Regions from separate parts of the Mus musculus genome. Here region 2 is linked to region 1. Evidence: chromatin contacts called from public promoter capture Hi-C data. All regions are on one chromosome and are shown on one strand. Each heading gives the region's core, a stretch centred on a gene start, on an enhancer-like site or on the middle of the called end of the contact. The rest is flanking DNA. Distances are from core to core; before and after follow the strand shown. Region 1 overlaps Zbtb17 (zinc finger and BTB domain containing 17). Region 2 holds the start of Rsc1a1 (regulatory solute carrier protein, family 1, member 1).

What was found. Promoter capture Hi-C pulls out the DNA fragments that hold promoters and counts their contacts.
Region 2: a promoter capture Hi-C map of liver shows a contact between it and region 1, with 5 times the contacts expected there. The contact joins the promoter of Rsc1a1 here to the enhancer-like site in region 1. A contact is called at or near these places in 3 of 39 promoter capture datasets (the 3T3-L1 cell line and liver), 3 of 115 datasets of contacts at active chromatin or transcription factors (effector CD8 T cells, embryonic stem cells and microglia) and 1 of 9 other capture datasets (adipose tissue).

The regions. Positions count from the first base shown.
Region 1 is chr4:141,452,353-141,456,843 of GRCm38.p6, reverse strand. The region is part of intron 2 of Zbtb17 (zinc finger and BTB domain containing 17); the gene reads right to left. Among named protein-coding and RNA genes, the nearest start is that of Gm42337, 5.7 kb to the right of the region's middle. Within about 2 kb of position 1,618, at least 167 of the 459 cell types and tissues checked have an H3K27ac peak or open chromatin away from gene starts, as enhancers often do. A contact at or near this core is called in adipose tissue, effector CD8 T cells, liver and 1 more, where this site is marked.
Region 2 is chr4:141,684,099-141,688,763 of GRCm38.p6, reverse strand. It overlaps Rsc1a1 (regulatory solute carrier protein, family 1, member 1), which reads left to right and starts at 3,048. Exons shown (of 1, transcript NM_023544.5): 1 at 3,048-4,665. The coding sequence starts at 3,165. It overlaps Ddi2 (DNA-damage inducible protein 2), which reads left to right. Exons shown (of 10, transcript NM_001017966.2): 10 at 3,133-4,665.

The DNA.
Region 1 (4,491 bases), core at 369-2,868:
AGCAGCTGGGTGCCACCAGGGCAGGCTGTCTACTGGGGGGTCTCACTCGTCCTCACAGCCATCAAGAGAGAGCAGAGCAGGCGCTGGCCTTTTGTTCACTTTCATTTCTTGAGACACAAGTCACATGAGTTCAGGCTGGCTTTGAACTTGTGATGGAGCCAAGGATGATCTTGGCCTCCTAGTCTTCCCATCTGACAAGCAGAGACCAGCATCCTCATACTGTTTGTCCCAACCTCTAGAACTACAAGAACTACGCCTGTTTAATCTGCCCAGCCCAAGGTACTCTGTTACAGCAATGCAGAACACAACTAAGAGCAAGATAAGTATTTGAGAAACAATCTGTGAACTTGGATGGGCAAAGATCAGTAGGGCAGCCCAGCTCCCTAACGGGCGCCTGTAGCTATCAACTGGTGACCCCGCAGCTCATAAAGCAGCCTGGGCACGGAGAACAAAGAGCAGGTGGCTTCATGCTCCTCTCTGCGCTCACCTGAGGGAAGCACTGTAGCTTTGAGCCTCCGCTCGAGGACGGAGATTAACCAGCAATGATGCCACATGTAAGGCGGTATCAATGCTGTGCAGAGTCGGGTAGAACTATCTGCCAGTCAGAGGAATGAGGAGGACCTCTCTGAGGAGGGAGAATTTAAACAAAGACCTGGAAGAAGGTGCAAGAGGAAGCTGCACCACTGCAAACCCAAGACCCAGGAACCAGTATGGCGCCATGGGCAGATGGCAATGCCCTTTCTTTCAAAGTTTCGTGCATGGTAACCATTTTACCCATTAAGGTACACCCAAGATTCTTCTAAAGACACTTTTCTTTAAAAGCCTTGGGAGAACTGAAAACTGACTGGCAATACTCTGAAAGGGCCAGGCAGCAGCTGAAGGACAAGTCAGGGAGCAAGAAAGCCAGCAGCCACTGCAGAGAGGACCATAGATTTGGTGGTCTGCAAGCTGGCAGCCATGCTCCAGTTAAGAGAGGCCAGCCTAGTCTACAGACAGGTCTACAGGAACAGTCAGGGCTACACAGAGAGACTGTCTTGAGAAAACAAACAGCAGCTTATGTAGGAGCTGACGTAATTAGCTGTTGCCGCAGCAGTGGGCTGTGAAGGGGAGAAGCGGTTGGGGGAAGCAGAGGAGGGCACACAAGTTCTGTCATGAGAAGCTGGCATGGGGGCATATTCCCTGAGGAGAGGAGAAACAAGAGCCCATGGAAAATCACAACCTTGTCAGGCAACTGCAAGTACTAAAGGAGGGGACAGTGGATAAAACAAGAAGCAGGCCAGCATATGGCTAGGGGCTAAGGGCGCTTCTGTCAGCCTGGTGACCTGAGTTTCACCCCCCACAGTACACATGGCCCGACCGAACCAACCCCAGCCAATTATTCTCTGAACCCTACATGTACATTATAGCACACACACGGACACACATACATACATACGCACACACACACACACACACACACGCACACACACACGCACACAAACATATAAATGTATTTTTTAAAAAAGAAAAGAACGAGGGAAGAGTGTCAGGAAGCGAACGTGCAGGGACAGACTGGGCTGTGCCAGCCAAGTTGGGGCACGGCTTATCCTCCACAGGCCACGAACAGCCAGCAGACCAGAGCCTGCCAACTGATGGCTGCAGCTGCCTCGGTCGGCTGGCAGAGTGCTTCTGTAGCATGTGCAAAGCTCTGGGTTCAATCCCCAGCACTGTACAAACCCCAGTGTCAGGTCATTCCCAAAATCCTCACTACAGAGTCTGAGGCAAGCCTGGGCTGTCAGAGGCCCTGCCTTATAAATAAATAAAGCTGACATGACAAAGTTTTCAACAGAATGGCTGGAACCTGAAAAACTGTTAACAGCCCCCTGCTGACACTGGAAGAGCTTAGTCTCCGGCCCTCCACAGACCACCTCAGAACAGGGAAGCACCTCTCCCTTGAGGGGCTCGAGGCCCCTGCCTTGTTCAGCACGGTCCTGAGCACTTCGCTGCTGAGTCACAGTGTGACTGAATCATGCTCTGAGAGACACCCACATCCTGCAGGGCTCCAGAGAAGAAGAAAAAACAGTGAAGGCCCTCCTCTCAAAAGGAGCTCACGGGGACACTTGCCCAAAACCTTGCTGTCTTACCACTTAAAGAGGAAAACAGAGGAAGTTACAGAAGAAGGGGGTGGACTAGTCTGGGTATTTCCGCAGTCAGAGACCTTTTCTATCACAAAACCTTTAAGGTATTAAGGGTGTGTCCCGACACTCACCAGGGGTTGGTACCACAAGGCTGGTGTAGAAGACACCTGTAAAACCTGAGCACCAGAAGGCACAGGGCAGAGCAGTGACGTTAGTTCAAGGCCAGCCTGAGCTATCCTGGGAGGCTCTGTGTCAAAATTACAACAAAAAACATTTCCTACTTTCTGTAAGACCTGGTGACTAAAAATTTCTCAATAGAAAAAAAAAAAAAAAAAAGTACTTGAGAGGCAGAGGCAGGCAGATTTCTGAGTTCGAGGCCATCCTGGTCTACAAAGTGAGTTCCAGGACAGCCAAGGCTACACAGAGAAACCCTGTCTCAAATCACAAAGGATGCGATACTCCGTTAGATTCTGGGAGCAGAAATCCCTAAAGAAGATGTCCCCAGAGTAATGGACCCTCAGCATCAGGTACAGATGAAGCCCTGATATTGTGAAGAGCCTGCCATTGCTGGAGCCACAGCTCCTGGGCTTAGCTGCAGCTCAAGGCTTGTAATTAAACAGAGCTGGTCCTTGGGCAGCAGCATACACATCTCTAAACTCCATTCTTTTCTGTAAACCAGGGATAACAATGAAGGCTTCTACTTCATACAGCTGCTCTTGGGCTCTAGCATTATGATACTAAAATACATAAAGCCACGCTGGAGCAGTGACGGCCGGAGACCAGGGAGGAGCCCACTACCCAGGGGCTCACCTCTTCTACCAGATACAACATGAGGCCTCAGTGCTTGAGATTTAATGGGATGCCACCACCCCCTTTCTAAAAATCACATGACTTGCACAAGCAAAGAGGCTTCACTGAGAAAAGACACAGCATGGCCATCCCACAGAGAAAGGACACCAACTGTCACCTGTAGTCTATGATCTCATTTTCCTTTAGAGCTGAATGGTATTCCATCACACACACACACACACACACACACACACACACACACACACACACACACACACACACGAGCGAGTGCTACTGCTGTGACGGCCCAGCCAAGCTTGATGGCATGATGCTATTGATGAAGATCACACATGCTCTGGCTGCAGGACAGGAGAAGCCAAGCTGGACTGAGACAGAAGCCTCCTCCCTGCTGGCTAGCCCACCCTCGTGGAGTCAGAAGGTGCTCCTGGGGACTCCTGGGAGACTCCTGGGGAGAGCAGTCAGCCCTGGCTGGCCGTGCTCAGCTCTGGAACGTCCCTAAGGAACACACTCCTCACTGAGCAGCAAGAAGGGCCCACTGCCGTACCAGTGCGAGTCTATTATGGGTAACCAAAAGCTTCCTGAGTGGCTGAGATGCTTCCCAGGAGGGAACTCACGCTTGGTGCTGGAATCCTGGTCAGAAGCTTGGGGCTGGAGAGGTCAGAGGGAAGCCGCTGCCGCCACTTTACTACGTGGATTAGACATGGCACTAAATTCCCTTCCAAATACCTATGCTACTGCCCAGAGACCGCTGCCGCCGTCAGAGAAGGTTCTTTGGAGCGACTCCTAATGTGTGCACGTGAGGAAAGTCAGCCACAGCTGGGTACCTGCATCACCCTTCGTGGGAGGGGAGGACAGAAGGGATGTAAGAGCCTGAGGAGGGTGAGGGCTATGGATCATGACACGGCCCTGGCACTCCTGTGCTCACAAAGCTGTGACCACCGGACCCATCAACATCCTGCGATGGAGAGAGGAGGGGCTTGTGAGGTGCCAGCCCTCTGAGGGTCATAAGACACTAATGGTCCCTGTAAATAACTCCTCACCCGTGTTCCTGTAAGCAACCTTAATTACACTCACTGGGTTAAAGAGGAGGGGGGAGAGGGAAGGAGCAGGTATGAAATGGGGGGAGGGGTATAAAAGCAGAGGACTAGGTGCTAGGAAGAAGGGGAGGGAAAGAGGGAGGGGACATGATGAGACACAGTGTGCACATGTATGAGGTGAGGAATGAAATCATTACATATAACTAACATGTGCTGACACATGTGTCCCGCACACTGCACTCTCAGCACGTGGTAGGGAAGGCTGGACAGTCAGGAACTCAAGGCCAGGTCAGACCTCGCAACCTCATCTCCAAAGAAAAAAGAGCAGAGTAACACCTGGTGGCCCTCAGTGTGACACGCCTTCTTCAAGTGCAGACTTTTCCTGGGCTTTTGTTCTACATAAGATTGAGTGCCAAGGTCCCTTCTAGGGTGGTTAAGATTTAATAAATGTTAAAGGACCGAGTCCACTCATGAGTGTGACTCCGACCAGCACATGAAGTAGGGCAGAAGCCTGAGTGAGGACAGTG
Region 2 (4,665 bases), core at 1,799-4,298, 230 kb before region 1:
GATAGTAGTGGGTGGGCAGGGCATGCTCCTGCGTCCTTGCCACCTGTGCTTCAGGGTGTGAGATAAGGCTGCGCTGTACATAGAGTGAAACTGTCTTTAAAATAAGTAGTGTTAAAAAAAAAAAAGAAGAAGAAGAAGAAGGGCGTGGTGGCACACGCCTTTAATCCCAGCACTTGGGAGGCAGTGGCAGGCAGATTTCTGAGTTCGAGGCCAGCCTGGTCTACAGAGTGAGTTCCAGGACAGCCAGGGATACACAGAAAAACCCTGTCTCAAAAAACCAAAAAAATAAAATAAATATTGTTGGTTTTATCTGACGATCTGACACAGATCTTTAGTAAGGGCTTGGAGGCTGATTGTAATTAGACTTGTAGCAAGTCATTCATATTCATTCTCTTTCTCTCTCCGACTCTTTCTCTCTCATCTTAAGGACATTAGGAATAGTTGATGTCCCTTAGCCCTTTTTTTTTCTTTAGCCCCCTGCGGTACTAGTATTTCAGTTTCAGAAGGATGGCATACATGCCGCTCTAATTAAGTACAGAGTCCACCAGGGCACCTGCGCCTCCCCTGCTCTATGGGGTGCGTAGGCCCTGACACCGAGCCCAGGTGTAAATGTTCCCTAAGGTGCTGGCTTGGATATCCTTTTGCAGTATGCTTTTTTATGTTAGCACTAGTCCAAAATTGAACTTATTTCAGAGTCAGCTGTATTGATTAGATGGATAAAGCTAAGAACTTTCTAGATTTACAGGATATAGATTTAAGCAGAGACAGAACGTCATCCTGTTTAACACCAGCTATAAGATAAGGTAGTTCTTTAAGAAGTTAGTCACGTAGTGTGGTGGCGCACGCCTTTAATCCCAGCACTCCGGAGGCAGAGGCAGTCGGATTTCTGAGTTCGAGGCCAGCCTGGTCTACAAAGTGGGTTCCAGGACAGCCAGGGTTATACAGAGAAACCCTGTCTCAAAAAACCAAAAAAAAAAAAAAAAAAAAAAAAAAGAAAGAAACATTCAGGCAAAAAAATTATGGGCTGGTGAGATGGCTCAGTGGGTAAGAGCACCCGACTGCTCTTCCAAAGGTCCAGAGTTCAAATCCCAGCAACCACATGGTGGCTCACAACCATCCGTAATGAGATCTGACTCCCTCTTCTGGAGTGTGTGAAGACAGCTACAGTGTATTTACATAAAATAATAAATAAATCTTTAAAAAAAAAAAAAAAAAAAAAAGAAGTTAGTCACGCCGGGCGTGGTGGCGCACACCTTTGCCTTTAATCCCAGCACTCTGGAGGCAGAGGCAGGCGGATTTCTGAGTTCTAGGACAGCCAGGGCTACACAGAGAAACCCTGAAAAAAAAAGAAGTTAGTCACTACCTTGAGGGGGTGCCACTGGCCTTTGAGCCCAGCATTTGCTCTTGAGTTCAAGGCCAGCCTGGTCTACAAAGTGAGTTCCAGTATAGCCAAAGAAACTCTTTCTCATAAAACAAACAGAAAGAACAACATAGGCTACAGGAGATCCCATCTCAACCACAAAAAGGAAAAGCTGACAACTTCCAGCAGGCCCATCCTCTCTCTCATGCAGCTCAGCGGGGTCTGATGAATTAATTAGTGATGTTAGCATCATAACTGCACTCTGTGTGACCTCACCAGTGGAAAACCAGCACTCACACTGATGTTAGTGTTCAGCACAAAGCATCTGAATTGAATTTAATAACCCAGGAACCAATATTTCCAGGGTTGATAGCAATCTATGCCTTTTAATTAAAGATATTTTTGGTGGTTAGAGGCTGGTTTTTAATAGTGCCAGAGGAGTTGGACCACTGTGGCTTCCGCATCAAGTTTGAAGGGCAATCAAATTCGGGTGGGTGTAAGTTATTGTTGCCTATCAAAGAATGATTACACTCTTCCTCTGCCCTCCTGTGGATTCAGTGACGTGCCTACGCCTGGTCAGTTCTGTTGTGCTGTACGAGGGTACAGCATTGAGAAGCTGGGCGTAATCCTGCATGTTGATCCCAGCACTCACACTAAAGCAGGAAACTCCCACACGTTTCAGGCTGAACAGAGCTCGTTAGAGAGCTAGAGATGTAGTTGGATTAGCAGAAGGCCTCCTGGCATATGTAAGATGAGGTTGGTTTGGTCCAGAGCACTACAGAAATTTGAGAACAGTAATGCATACCCATAGCTCTGACACTGGGAGCCATCGTCCTTATACATGAAGTCAAGAGTACAGGAAATGTGGAGGCCTCAAGTATGAATGCACAGTGGTTGAACAGATAAATAAAATTCTGTCTGCTTCATTTTTTGTTTTGTTCTTTGAATTGGGTGCTTAGTTTTACCATGGTTTTTGAAAAGCTTGGCTAGAAATAAAATCCACTGTTTACTTGTCTGTCTTCTAGAGCTCTCCAGGCATGTAAACCCCACCTCTCTTGGTTGCCCTGCTCTCTTGCCAGCGTGCTTGCTTTTGGACACCTGTGCTTACACTTGAAACATGAACAGCGAACTGGAGCCAACAGTGGTGGCCCATGCTGTAACCCCAGTGCTTAGGAGGCTGACGCACAAGGATTGCTGATAATTAAAGGCTTATCTGGCTTTACTATAGTGAGTTGGCCAGCCTAGGCTACAGAGTGAGAACCTATTGGGTTTTGTTTGTTTGTTTGTTGTTGTTTTAAAGAGGGGAAAAAGCCTTGTCATGAGAATCATCCTGTGAAGATGCAAAAAATCACCAGAAATAAAGTGACTGCTTGGTGTGGTGATGCGCTCCCATAGCCCAGCACTGCAGAAGCCAGGCAGGCGCCTCTCAGCTTACGGCCAGCTCTGCTGTGCAGTGAGAGCCTTTCTGGAGTGAATAAATACATCAATAAGTATCTTTTAAGTGTGAGCACTGACCCATCCATTGTGAAGTGCACGCTAATAGTGCTTTCTTTACATATGGAATTTTAATGTTTATTAAGCACACACCCATTTCAGCTTCAGTGACAGATGCTACCTTGCCACCATGAGAAAGATTCTTGTATTTTTTTTTTTTTTAGCATATTTGCAAGAGAGACCTAAATTAAAAGGCCTGCTTTTATTCTATTGAGGATTCAACTCTGATAAGTTAGTGGTCTGCTAGCTAATCTTTTTCTCTTTTCTCTTTATTACAGAGAAAAGCAGTAAAGAATCTACCTCACTGGGAATGTCATCATTGCCGACTTCAGATGGGTTTGACCATCCAGCTCCTTCAGGGCAGAGTCCTGAGGTTGGTAGCCCGACGAGTCTCGCTCGCTCTGTTTCTGCTTCCGTCTGCGCCATCAAGCCCGGTGACCCCAATAGCATTGAATCTCTAGCTATGGAGGCTACGAAGGCTTCAGCTGAATTCCAGACAAACTCTAAGAAAACAGACCCTCCTCCTCTGCAGGTTCTTCCTGACCTTGCTTCCTCAGCAGAGCAGAGTCTAGCCATGCCTTTCCATAAGTCATCAAAAGAAGCCGTTGTTGCAGGTAATCTGGAGAAATCTGTTGAGAAAGGAACCCAGGGCCTCAGAGTGTATCTCCACACAAGACAGGACGCTAGTTTAACTCTCACAACTACTGGGATGCGGGAGCCACAGATATTTGCGGAGGAAAAGAGTTGGCATCCAGAAAATCAGACCCCAAGTCCCGTGAACGGCCTTCAGCAGCACAGAGAAACAGGGAGTGTACAGCGAGAGGCTGGACAGCAGAGTGTTCCACAGGACCAGGGCTGTCTTTGTGACGCAGAAGACCTTGAGCTTCATGAAGAAGTTGTCAGTTTGGAAGCTCTGAGGAAAGGTGAGCTACAAAGACACGCTCATCTTCCCAGTGCAGAGAAGGGTCTTCCAGCTTCAGGACTCTGTAGCTGTCCATGCTCAGAAGCCCTGATGGAAGTAGATACAGCTGAACAGTCTCTGGTTGCTATGTGCAGCTCAACAGGCAGGCAGGATGCCGTCATCAAGAGCCCTAGTGTAGCACATCTCGCTTCAGATAATCCCACTATGGAAGTGGAGACATTACAGTCTAACCCGTCCTGTGAGCCTGTGGAACATTCCATCTTGACTCGGGAATTGCAGCTCCCAGAAGATAATGTTGACATGTCTACAATGGATAACAAAGATGACAATTCCTCTTCCCTTCTAAGTGGCCACGGTCAGCCCTCTGTGGAATCAGCAGAAGAATTTTGTTCATCTGTCACAGTGGCCTTGAAAGAACTCCATGAGCTTTTGGTCATTAGCTGTAAGCCAGCTTCAGAAGAGTCACCTGAGCATGTTACCTGTCAGTCAGAGATAGGAGCTGAGAGCCAACCAAGTGTTTCAGACCTTTCAGGAAGAAGGGTCCAAAGTGTGCATTTGACCCCTAGTGACCAGTACTCACAAGGCTCCTGTCACCAGGCCACCTCTGAATCAGGAAAGACAGAAATCGTAGGAACTGCCCCTTGTGCTGCGGTAGAAGATGAAGCATCCACTAGCTTTGAAGGTCTGGGTGATGGCTTGTCACCTGACCGAGAAGATGTCCGCAGATCAACAGAGTCAGCCAGGAAGAGCTGTTCTGTCGCCATAACCTCAGCTAAACTGTCTGAGCAGTTGCCCTGCACCTCAGGGGTAGAAATAGCACCTGAACTTGCAGCAAGTGAGGGTGCCCACAGTCAGCCTTCAGAGCATGTGCATAATCCAGGCCCAGACA